Linked DNA regions of Gossypium hirsutum: region 1 is linked to region 2. The links are chromatin contacts, called in public Hi-C maps. All regions are on one chromosome and are shown on one strand. The core of a region is the stretch at or near the end of the contact, and the rest is flanking DNA. Distances in the headings are between cores, read along the strand shown. Region 1 has its middle 12 kb from the start of LOC121212520. Region 2 holds the start of LOC107918853 (protein RGF1 INDUCIBLE TRANSCRIPTION FACTOR 1).

What was found. Hi-C and Micro-C count contacts between places; a contact is called where the count stands out from the background.
Region 1: a contact with region 2 is called in a Hi-C map of leaf, with 1.7 times the contacts expected there. The contact joins the enhancer-like site here to the promoter of LOC107918853 in region 2. A contact is called at or near these places in 5 of 34 Hi-C or Micro-C datasets (callus and leaf).

Annotation. Positions count from the first base shown.
Region 1 is chrA13:100,413,563-100,418,412 of Gossypium_hirsutum_v2.1, reverse strand. It overlaps the pseudogene LOC121212519. Among protein-coding and RNA genes, the nearest start is that of LOC121212520, 12 kb to the left of the region's middle. Within about 2 kb of position 2,537, at least 8 of the 9 cell types and tissues checked have an H3K27ac peak or open chromatin away from gene starts, as enhancers often do. A contact at or near this core is called in leaf, where this site is marked.
Region 2 is chrA13:100,355,774-100,361,283 of Gossypium_hirsutum_v2.1, reverse strand. LOC107918853 (protein RGF1 INDUCIBLE TRANSCRIPTION FACTOR 1) reads left to right here and starts at 2,633. Exons shown (of 4, transcript XM_016848433.2): 1 at 2,633-2,897; 2 at 3,002-3,214; 3 at 3,282-3,497; 4 at 4,171-4,663. The coding sequence starts at 2,829. The coding sequence ends at 4,374. It also overlaps the pseudogene LOC107919209.

The DNA of each region.
Region 1 (4,850 bases), core at 1,288-3,787, 57 kb before region 2:
ATATGTAAAGATTTATTTAAGTAAAGTGAGGAGATGTTACAATCTAGAAAAATGAGACGTCATGGAGAGATGATGAGAGGAAGATCGGAACAAATTCTGGAAAACAACTGTGATGGTAGGCAGTGGTGATGGACGCAATAAAGGATTGAGAAAGATAAAAGCTATGGTGGTGGTTGTGATTATAGAAAGAAAGTTGCAGAGAAAATTTTATAGAGCTAAGTTCGCTAAAAGATCAAAAAAGTCTCGTAAATGAGACACTCAAACTTTTATTTATAAACCTTGAAAAATGAAATTATGAAAAGAAAGTGCTTTCAAGGAACTTATGAAAAGAAAATGAGTATGAATGTTCTAAAATGGTAGGTAGTAAAATTAAAAGTGGTTACTTGGACAAGAGAAAATGGAAGATAACTTACATAAATTATGGGTATAATGGCAGTTAATGAAAGTTACATTCACTTGAAGTATTTTAACTACTTTTTAATATCAACGCAGCGGTTGTTCATTAAAGAAATAAAGAGAAATCACTTGCATTTTGAAAGAAAGGTTAAGAAGATATCTTTGACAATTTCCACATCAAAACCTTCAATCCATGCTTTACAGGGCATCCCAAAAGTGGAATGACACAAGAATTCTGTCAGCCTTCCAAGATTATTCCCAAAAAATTATGCACAAAGGAAGTTGTTCCCAAAAGTGCTCATGTAAAAACAATATTTCTCAGAACTACTATTGATTGGATAGTTAGTAACCAAAAACAATTATCTACTGTATATAAATATCAATGATGATAATGACAAAAAAGAAAAGATACAAGTAAGACAAAAATAAAAGAATTACATGAATTTTTGTAGCAAAATGAAGGAATAAAATACCTGGAGAGATAGGGACTGAAATAATTTGACATAATCAGAAGTAGAACACCACTCTGGTAAATAGTAAGCATCACATATTCTGTTTAAAAGCTTTTGCTCCCATGGCTGCAAAGACTCTTCAGATGGACCAAGATCCCTATGGCACCATGTCACTACTATTATTGTGCCTCCTGGAGCTGCCACTCGCACCAGCTCTTCAACAAACTGCCAGTTTATTCACAATTTGTAACCCCAAACATAACCAATCTAAGATGATATTATCAGATAATTCAAGCATGGATGCATTCTATTTTCTGTTATTATTTAAAAGAAATCGTGCCAAATGAAACTAAAAAAAAAAAAAGTTACAAACCTTGGGTTTGTCAGGCATGTGTTCTCCGCTTTCCATAGACCAAACAAGATCAAATTGGTCATCAGGGAATGGTTGGTTCAAGGCATCTGCAACTTCAAAACAAACCTGCTAATACGGCTACGTGTTATACTAATAAATAAGTTATTGCATTTGGCTAATGGTAAAAGCCTTTAATGTATGAATACATGCCTGGTCTGCTAGTACTTGAGCATTAGCAAGAGCATTGGCTCTTCCAGCTTGAACAGGGCTCAAAGTAATGCCTTGGCATTTTGCTCCATATTTCCTTGCTAGATACCTAGAACTGCCTCCTATCCCACACCCAACATCAACTATTCTCTTGGGTCTGTTTGCTGGGTCATCTGCAAACCCAATTTCAGATATTTCAATTGAGTCCCGAGGATAAGGAGAAAATAATTAAACACAAACGAACTATTCATCCATTCCAATTAAGGCAACAAAAATCTGGATGTACAACAAAAACTGATCAGTTTCGACCATCTATGACTATTAGGGCCATGTTTGGATGTCAATTTCAATGCTCTATTTTTCTTATTCACGTTTTGCTTACAAATATATTACTAACCTAACCAATCTTTTCCTGCACGGACTTGGAACTTTTGTATCTCCATCCAACATATATCTGAATTCTATGAACAAAAATATATTTTTTAAGCTTAATATTTTTATCTAAATTTTCCTAAATTTCAGACATACAGACGTATAGTCCAGTCAATGAACAGTTATAAGGAGCACCTGTATGATTGGACTTGGCACTACTCTCGTTATCTTCCAACAGAAACTGACACATATTTAAAAATATTTAAGGAAAACTAACCCGATATTCAAGCGAAACGGAGCGATTCTTCGATCATTCGAATCTGAGCGGCACGATGATCTGAACCCGAAACATCGGAACCCGGGTCGTAATATCCATGGTGCATATGGTCACCCCATATGTCTTCCCAAATCCCCGACGACTCATCGTAAAGCTCCGCTATCCCTTCCTGCAACCTGGTGGTGGACGAAGATGACACCGCCGCCTTAACATGCGCGGACAGGGAGCGTCTGTTAGATGGAAACGACCGGGACAAAGAAGGGAAGGAAACGGAAAGTCGTGGCGGAGGTGAGAGTTGGAACGTGCCATGGAAGCAAGTGTGTGTTTGTAAATGTAACGCGGCAGCCATTGATTATGGTAGCAGTCGTCGGTGTGGTTGGGTCAGCGACTGAAATGGCTGCTTTGTTGTAGTAGTGGTGGAAGGGTAAAAAAGGGAAGAACAGTTAAAAGAGTGTGAGGGGGAAATTGCAGAGCAGCGAGGCTTAATGTTTTTGTGGATGTAATTGGAAGATGCGTGCTCTTCTTGTCCCCAAAGTTGCGAATGGATATGGGGAAAGATCTTCGGTTGTAATGAAATTACAACAACCCTTTCACTTTTTATTGAAAAAAAGAACAAACTTCATGCCATTATTATCTGTTGGTCCCATCCATACAATCATTATCATTAATTACAGCTCCAATTTGAAAACCCCTTTTTTAATTTAATAAGTATATTTATTTATTTTTTTTATAAAAAATGAAACTTTAAAAAGCTAAACTCAAATCATTGTGAAGTTGATTATAACTTTAAAGTTAATATTTGATGTATCATCTTGTTAATAATTTTCTTTTGTGTTTTCTGATTTTATATTTAATATTTATTTTAAATTTTTTTTAATATTTTTACTGATGAAGTATGAGACTTTGATGACATTCTCTTATAAAATTTAAACTTGTAGTTTTTATTAAACTACAAACTCATAATTGAGTTGCTTAATTTTCAAATTTTGGTAAATAAAGGCAATTGAAGCAATGTTAACTCATTTTCGACTTGTTTATTTGTTTGGGAATAACTTATATTAGGATATTTTAAAAAAATACAGCCTTTAGGTATTAACGAAATAATGTCACGTCATTAAATTTTAAAGATAACAAAGTATTATTATACATTCATCTATATTTATTGTCTTTTCTAATTTAATTTAACTTTAATTAAATTACTTAAAATAATTAATTTTTTAAATCATAAACAAACATCTTTTCTTCTTTTACAATTTTTAATTATTTTATTTTTTTCAAAAGTTAATATTATTTATTTTTGTGCAACTAATTTTTTTTTTAAATTAGTTTCTAGACAGTGGATTCTTTTCTTATTATATTGCATTGAATCTTTAGTAATAAGAATTGTATAAATTTAAAAAGTTCTATATTATTTTTTTTATTTTTTTATTTAAAAAAATAGAGTTGGAGAGTAGGTTAAATATGAATGAGTGTATAATAATAATTTTATGTCTTTAAATTTAATGACGTGGTAAAATTTTATTGATGCTTACAAACCCTAGATTTTAGGATCATCTTAATATAATTTATTCCCTATCAATTTATGAAAATTTAAATGAATAAGTAAGTCTGTATGATATTGATTACATTAGTAAATATGATTTTAGTTATTAATTGATACAAATAAAATAATATTTTTAATAATTTTATGTATTATTATTATTATTTAACTCTATTGTATAGTTTAAATCAATAAAAAAAACATTGATGGTAGTAATTAGAAAAGAAATGACAAAATAAAACAAAAAAGAACTAACAAAATAAGTTCAAATCAAAATTAGAAAAGAAATGACAAAATGGCCCAAATCGATTTTGGACTAAAGCCCAGAAGGCTATAAAATTAGGCTGACAATGTAAGGCCTAAATCATTGAAAAAGGTTTTTACTTAAATGACTTAAAATTTGGAGAAAATTGTCTACTATATTAAGAAATAAGAGTTGAAGAATCTTCCCTAAATCATAAAAAGATATAGGAAACACCACATAATTTCAATACATTAAATTCACATACTTTACATTTTCTAAGTTTACCCACCTTTCTAGCAAAATACTAAATCATCATGGTGCTTGGGTGTTTGACTACAGCCTTAACGTGGGCAGGACGACAATAATTGTGGGGGTATTTACAATGGGCTACAATTTGCTTGGTCTATGGGGTTTCCATCCATTGCGTTGGAAATGGACAACTTGGCGGCGATCAAGCTCATATGCAATAAAACTATGGTGGAGACAGCAAATGCCATAGATGGAAAGGTGCAGGAAATGTTACGGCGCTGTTGGGAGGTGAAACAGAGTGGCGGATGAGATGGCTAACATTGCTATGTTCCAATAGCTGGGCATTAATATTTTCCATGAACCACCTGATGAAGTTCTGCATTTGCTGCATGATGATGAACTTGGGCACTCCACAGCCAGTAAATGTCTCTTAATAGAGTGTTCTTAACCTTATCTTCTTCCAAAAAAAAAAAAAAACACTTAAAACTATTTCATTTATTTTAATTAAAAAGCGTTTGTTAGAGAGAAGCGAGATACGCTTCGGGTCTAGGAAATGTCATTTCATAATATAAAATGCCTCCTAATAATAGATATTGTCTTATATAAGAAAAGTTTTTCTCAACCGTTGTTAAGATGTCTCATTTTATAGTAATTCATTTAGGTTTTTAGAGAAATCCACGAAGGAATTACAGTTGGCAATTCAGAAAAAGGGTCCTCACCTAGGTCCTTCACCAAGGCTATTGTTGCCCCACGTTATAGAA
Region 2 (5,510 bases), core at 1,384-3,883:
ACACCTTATTCTAATCAATATCTAATAGATGAAGTGTAAAAAGGTTGAAAAACCTTATTCTAAAATAAAATAAAAGAAGTATAGTTCTATATGGATTTTACTTTTATTTTATTTTACCACTATATTTTATTTTAATAAGGATTCGGGTTACTCAATTCTAACATATATAAATACTGATAACGAGTGCCAACATGAATTATGTGCACTTCTTCACTCCTTATAAAGTATAACCATGTTTTCTTGGTACATGTGTGGAGATTTTAATGAGATTTTGTTAGATATTGAGAAGCATGGGATAGGATTCTAGGATGGTATCTTCGAATTTAAGAAGGCTTTAGATAAGATAGGAGTTTTATTTATCTAAGTGCTAATGAGGGTTCATTTACATAGTTAAATAATAAGGATGCTTAAACTATTGTTAAAGAAAGGTTGGATCGGTTTGTTTCTAATAGGGATTAAGCGAAGATGTCTATGTATTTGAAAACCGAGGTGCTCCCATAAGTAGCTTCTATTCATTGTTCAATTTCTTTTTGGAACTTCAAGGGTTAGGGGCTCGAGAAACGGGGAGCCAAAAAATCCTTTTAAATTTAAGGCATGTTAGCTTATAAAGAAGAACAATGAAACTAATGAGACAAATATGTGTACTATGAAGAATGACCGGCAGTGGATACATAAAGTTGGATGAGGTCTAAAGGTTCAACAAATGAGGAAATCCGAGGATGTGAAGGGATGTATTAAAGATTTTACTAGCCAGGTGGCATCTTTGACGGATAGTCATGAATTGATTGAGGCTAATATCTAATTGCTACGAGAATCCTAGATTAAGCTTAATTGCCTTCTTGACAAGGATGAGATGCACTAAAAATAGAGATCGAGGGAGTTGTGGTTCCTAGATGGGGATAGAAACACTAATTCTTTTCTATGCTCAAGCCAGTAAAAGACATAATTAGAATTGGATCATGATTTTGGAGGATGAACTTGATAATTGGGTAGAAGAAAAGGTATGGGTCTATAACATTATGCTTAACTATTTTAAAAATCTCTTCAAGTCTTAGAATGGTCAAACATCGTAAGATATCATTAAAGTAGTGAATGATTGCATTGTTCATGAGATGAGTAATACCTTCAAATTGAATTCCCTACTATCCAAAAAAAAAATGGATCAACTTTAGGTCCATTAGTCTTTAGTTCATTATAAAATCATCTTTAAAGTTCTATTAGTAGGCTTAAAAATGTCTTACCTATTGCATCAGTCACATCAGAGTGGTGGTGCTTTGTTTTGGGTAAGATGATTACATATAATGTCATTGTTGCTTACAAGTTCATTAACTACTCTACGGGTTCAAAGAATGGTCTGAATAACGGTTTTACGCTGAAATTAAACATGAGTACAACCTACAATAAAGTAAAATGAATTTTCTTTCACAATGTGATTCTCAAGTTTTAAGCAATATTGTCAAAATCAGATTGGATTGTTTAGTTGAACTGATTAGATTGAAAATTAATTAAAGTATCAATTCAAGAAGAAGTATAAAAATTAATTAACTTACAAACCGATACAAACCAGTTGAGCCAAAAAAAAAAGTTAAATTGATTTTTATAATTGTTATAATAGACATCGATAATGACAATAGAACAATCGCAAAGCAATAAGAAAAGAAAAATAAAAACACAGATTTTACGTAAAAACCCTTTCGGGGGAAAATCACAGGCAGAGGAGGAGAAATTCACTAATGTTGAAAACTAAATTATACAAGAAGAGTTTTAACTATATCTATTTAAAGGTTGAAAAACGCTATTCTATTTAATGTCAAATAGAAGAAGTGTAGTTCTATATGTATTCTACTTGTGTGGCATGATTCATGCCGCGAGGGCCTTCGACCCTCACACCCTCGGTCACAATCCCAATCCAATTTTATACTTAATTGGTATCTGTGGCAGGCTTTGGCCTCTCGCCCCCACAAATATTTTTATTTTGCCATTGTATTTATTTTTTCAATAAAAATTTAAGTCACATAAACTTTAACAATAATTTTTTTAATAATTTTTATTTTCAATAATTTATTTATTTAAACCAAACAAAAATCAACAATCTGACTAATTTAACCACTAACCCAATTAAAAATAATACTTGCTTTGTGTATCTATTGTTTCTTATGTTGTCTGATTTTATGTGCGATGATGGAATTGTTTCAGACGACCATAAAGTCTCGGAATAGGCAAACTGGGTTTACGAGACTTAATTCTATTAAAATCAACAAACCAAGTATGACGGCTTTTACACGATTGAGATACATTTGTCCTCACCGCAAAGGTATTTCCTAGAACTGGCAATATTCAAGATGCTTCTAAATTGAAATTATTTGTTTTTTAAATGTAATCATCATAAAAACCCCTAACAATTAGACTCTATCACCATGCACTAGTATTAAAAATACGTCCAACACATGGCCTTTTCAGTCTCCTTGTATTTTGGATGATTCATTACTTTTTCTCTTACATGTCCAAATCTCTCACTTCCAAACGTCTAACGTTGGAAACCACCACACGTCATGGCTTCCAACTTGCCAACTCTCAATCTTTTCTGTCCAAGTAAATAAAATTGAAGAATCTAGTGAACTTCCTTCAAACAAACGCATCTTAAATAAATATTATTTTTTGGGTTTATTGGTTTAGGTTCGGATAGAGATTCGATTGGAAGACTTTTAAGCTTAAGATAAGCGTCTTCCATTACCCCATCCACCACTCACCACTTCAAACTGACCCACTTCTCTTTTTTCTTGAAAAAAAAAAAAAAGTTTTCCTAGAAAATTTCTGTTTAGCTCTAGATGATAAATATCGACCAAGAAGAAACAAGTAGCGTTAGAGAAATCAGACCAAAAAGCAGAAGAATCATGGTTAGGCCGCCAGCCTTGTTGGATATCGATTATCTATTATTGAATAGTATTTGATTGTATACAGAAGCTGATGATGAAATAAATTTGGCTTATGTATAATTTAGGGAGGAGGAGGACCAGATGATGAAGATGATGAGGATGAGGATATGAAGTGGCCGCCATGGCTGAGACCTCTGCTTCAAACAAGCTTTTTTGGTCAATGCAAGCTGCACGCAGATGCTCATAAGAGTGAATGCAACATGTATTGCTTGGAATGCATGAATGGAGCGCTTTGTTCACTTTGCCTTGCTTATCACAAGGACCATAGAACCATTCAGGTATAAATCATTAAAACTTGTATTAATTTGTAAAGGTAAGAGTGAATGAATGTGGAGAATGTTGCAGATAAGGAGATCATCATACCATGATGTGATAAGGGTTTCAGAGATTCAGAAACTGATAGACATAACAGGGATTCAAACATACATAATAAACAGTGCCCGGATAGTGTTCTTGAATGAAAGACCACAGCCTAGGTTGGGCAAAGGTGTTACGAATACCTGCCATGTCTGCCACCGCAGCCTCCTTGATTCCTTCACCTTCTGCTCTCTTGGTTGCAAGGTACCCTTTATTCTTTTTCTTTTCAAAAACAAAATCAATGAACATATAACAGGACAACTTGTGTCCCATCATGTGGTTGCAATGCATTTGTTAATATATGTATACGAATAGGATTTTTATGAATCTTTTTTACCGTATATATTTCCATTCATCTTCTTCCTGCCTTAACATTTTTATGGCTATTGCTAAAAGTCCACATTATCTGATTCTTCTATTTGAGAGTGGTGATGAAAATGGAGCTTGCTTTGTCTATTTCATCAGATATTACAAATATCTGAGGCTATCAAAACTCTCAAATGTCTTTCTAACATGATATTTGAAGTAGATTCGTTATCCATTCCATTTAATAACTTGTTCCATGTTAGTTTTACTAGAAATTGATGAAGCATAGGGTCCAAGTTTCTGGTAAATATAGGTCAAATCATAAATAAAAATAGAATAGATAAATTTGTACATGACCATTTTGTAGTCTTCAAATTTTAATTATTTAATTTAAGCTCTTCCAAACTAAATGTTTGTTTAATTTTGATGTTTAAAATTTTATATCAACCCCTTTTTGTCTTGAGTTTTTTAATTAATTTTTATGTTCATTTTACTATTTAGGACCGAGATGATTATTTTTCCTATAAATAATATTATCTTATTTTCAAAGTTTAAATTCGCGTTAATTTAGGTGGTTGGGACATCGAAGAAGTTGATTAAGAAAGGAAAATTATCCACAGAAATGGAGTACTCTGAAGGTGAGTCGCTAAACATAAGTGTTAGCATTGAGGGTATACAGAGCATACAGCAAAGCTTCACGCCATCGACGCCGCCACCTACGGCCAGGAGGAGGAAGGGAGTACCTCATCGAGCTCCAATGGGAGGCTCATTATAGGATAGTAGTATAAATCATAGTCAAAACTCTTTTTTATAGTACAGTGAAACTTATTGTATATATACATTTTACAGAAAACAGAAAAGATATAGGAAGTAATGTCGACGTCTGAGCCTTTGTGTTTTGAGGCCGGTGTTGGAATCCCAATCACACATACAAGAAAAAAAGGGAAATAGTGAAGATAAATAAGGGGAAAAAAGATTAGATCAAAGTTTGAAGACGAGTAGGTTGATACTGTATTCATATTTGTATATAATTTTTATATTAAGATGAAGCAGAGTTGATAATACTAGAATTTAAATTTAAATTTTTTAAATGGAAGTTATTTAGGGGGTAAACATCTATTTGTTATAATTTAATTTCAATTAAGTGTGTTAAATAATGTTTTAGTGGGAGAAGAGGTTACAAAAATAGTGATTCAAATACTTCACAAGTTATGGGACGATTGGCAATACTATAAATATAATTTTGGCGTTTAATAATGTTATAGAACATGATTTTGTTAATATTTGATTTGTTTTTTTATCTTTTAAGTATGTTTGAATTTTAGAATTTTAAAAAAAATATCAAGAATTAATTTAAACAAAAAAAAGTGACCTAGAAAAATAATAAATGAAAAGACCAATCATAAACTATTGTTGTTCACATATGAGGTATTATGTTTGTAATGAAAAGAATGTGTATTGACTTTTTTTATTTTCCTTAATATCTATTAAAAAAATATATCGATATTGAGTCTTGTTTTTCCTCTCTTTCGTAGCTTGTCATGAAAACTGAATTAAATAACAAAAATATCAGAAATAGATCTTTCCAAGTGCAGGAGTGGAGTCCTAGAAGAAAAGTTCCATTCCAAGCCCTTGATGTGTTCCCATATACAACTTGTTTCAACCATATCTCTATCATTTACTAGCAGTTGAATTAATCCTTGTACTTGCTCTGGCCAGATGAAAGACACAGCTGAAAGAGAATACGAGACGTAATTTCATGATATTGATACTGCATGACATTGGAATAGTGATCAAATTTGAATCAATGGCAATTCAAATTGCTGCCAGCAATGTTTTCAGGGACAATCTATGTTACTTGGAACCCGTAATAGGCTACCGACGCAATTGTCTTCAATTTTTCTCAAGATT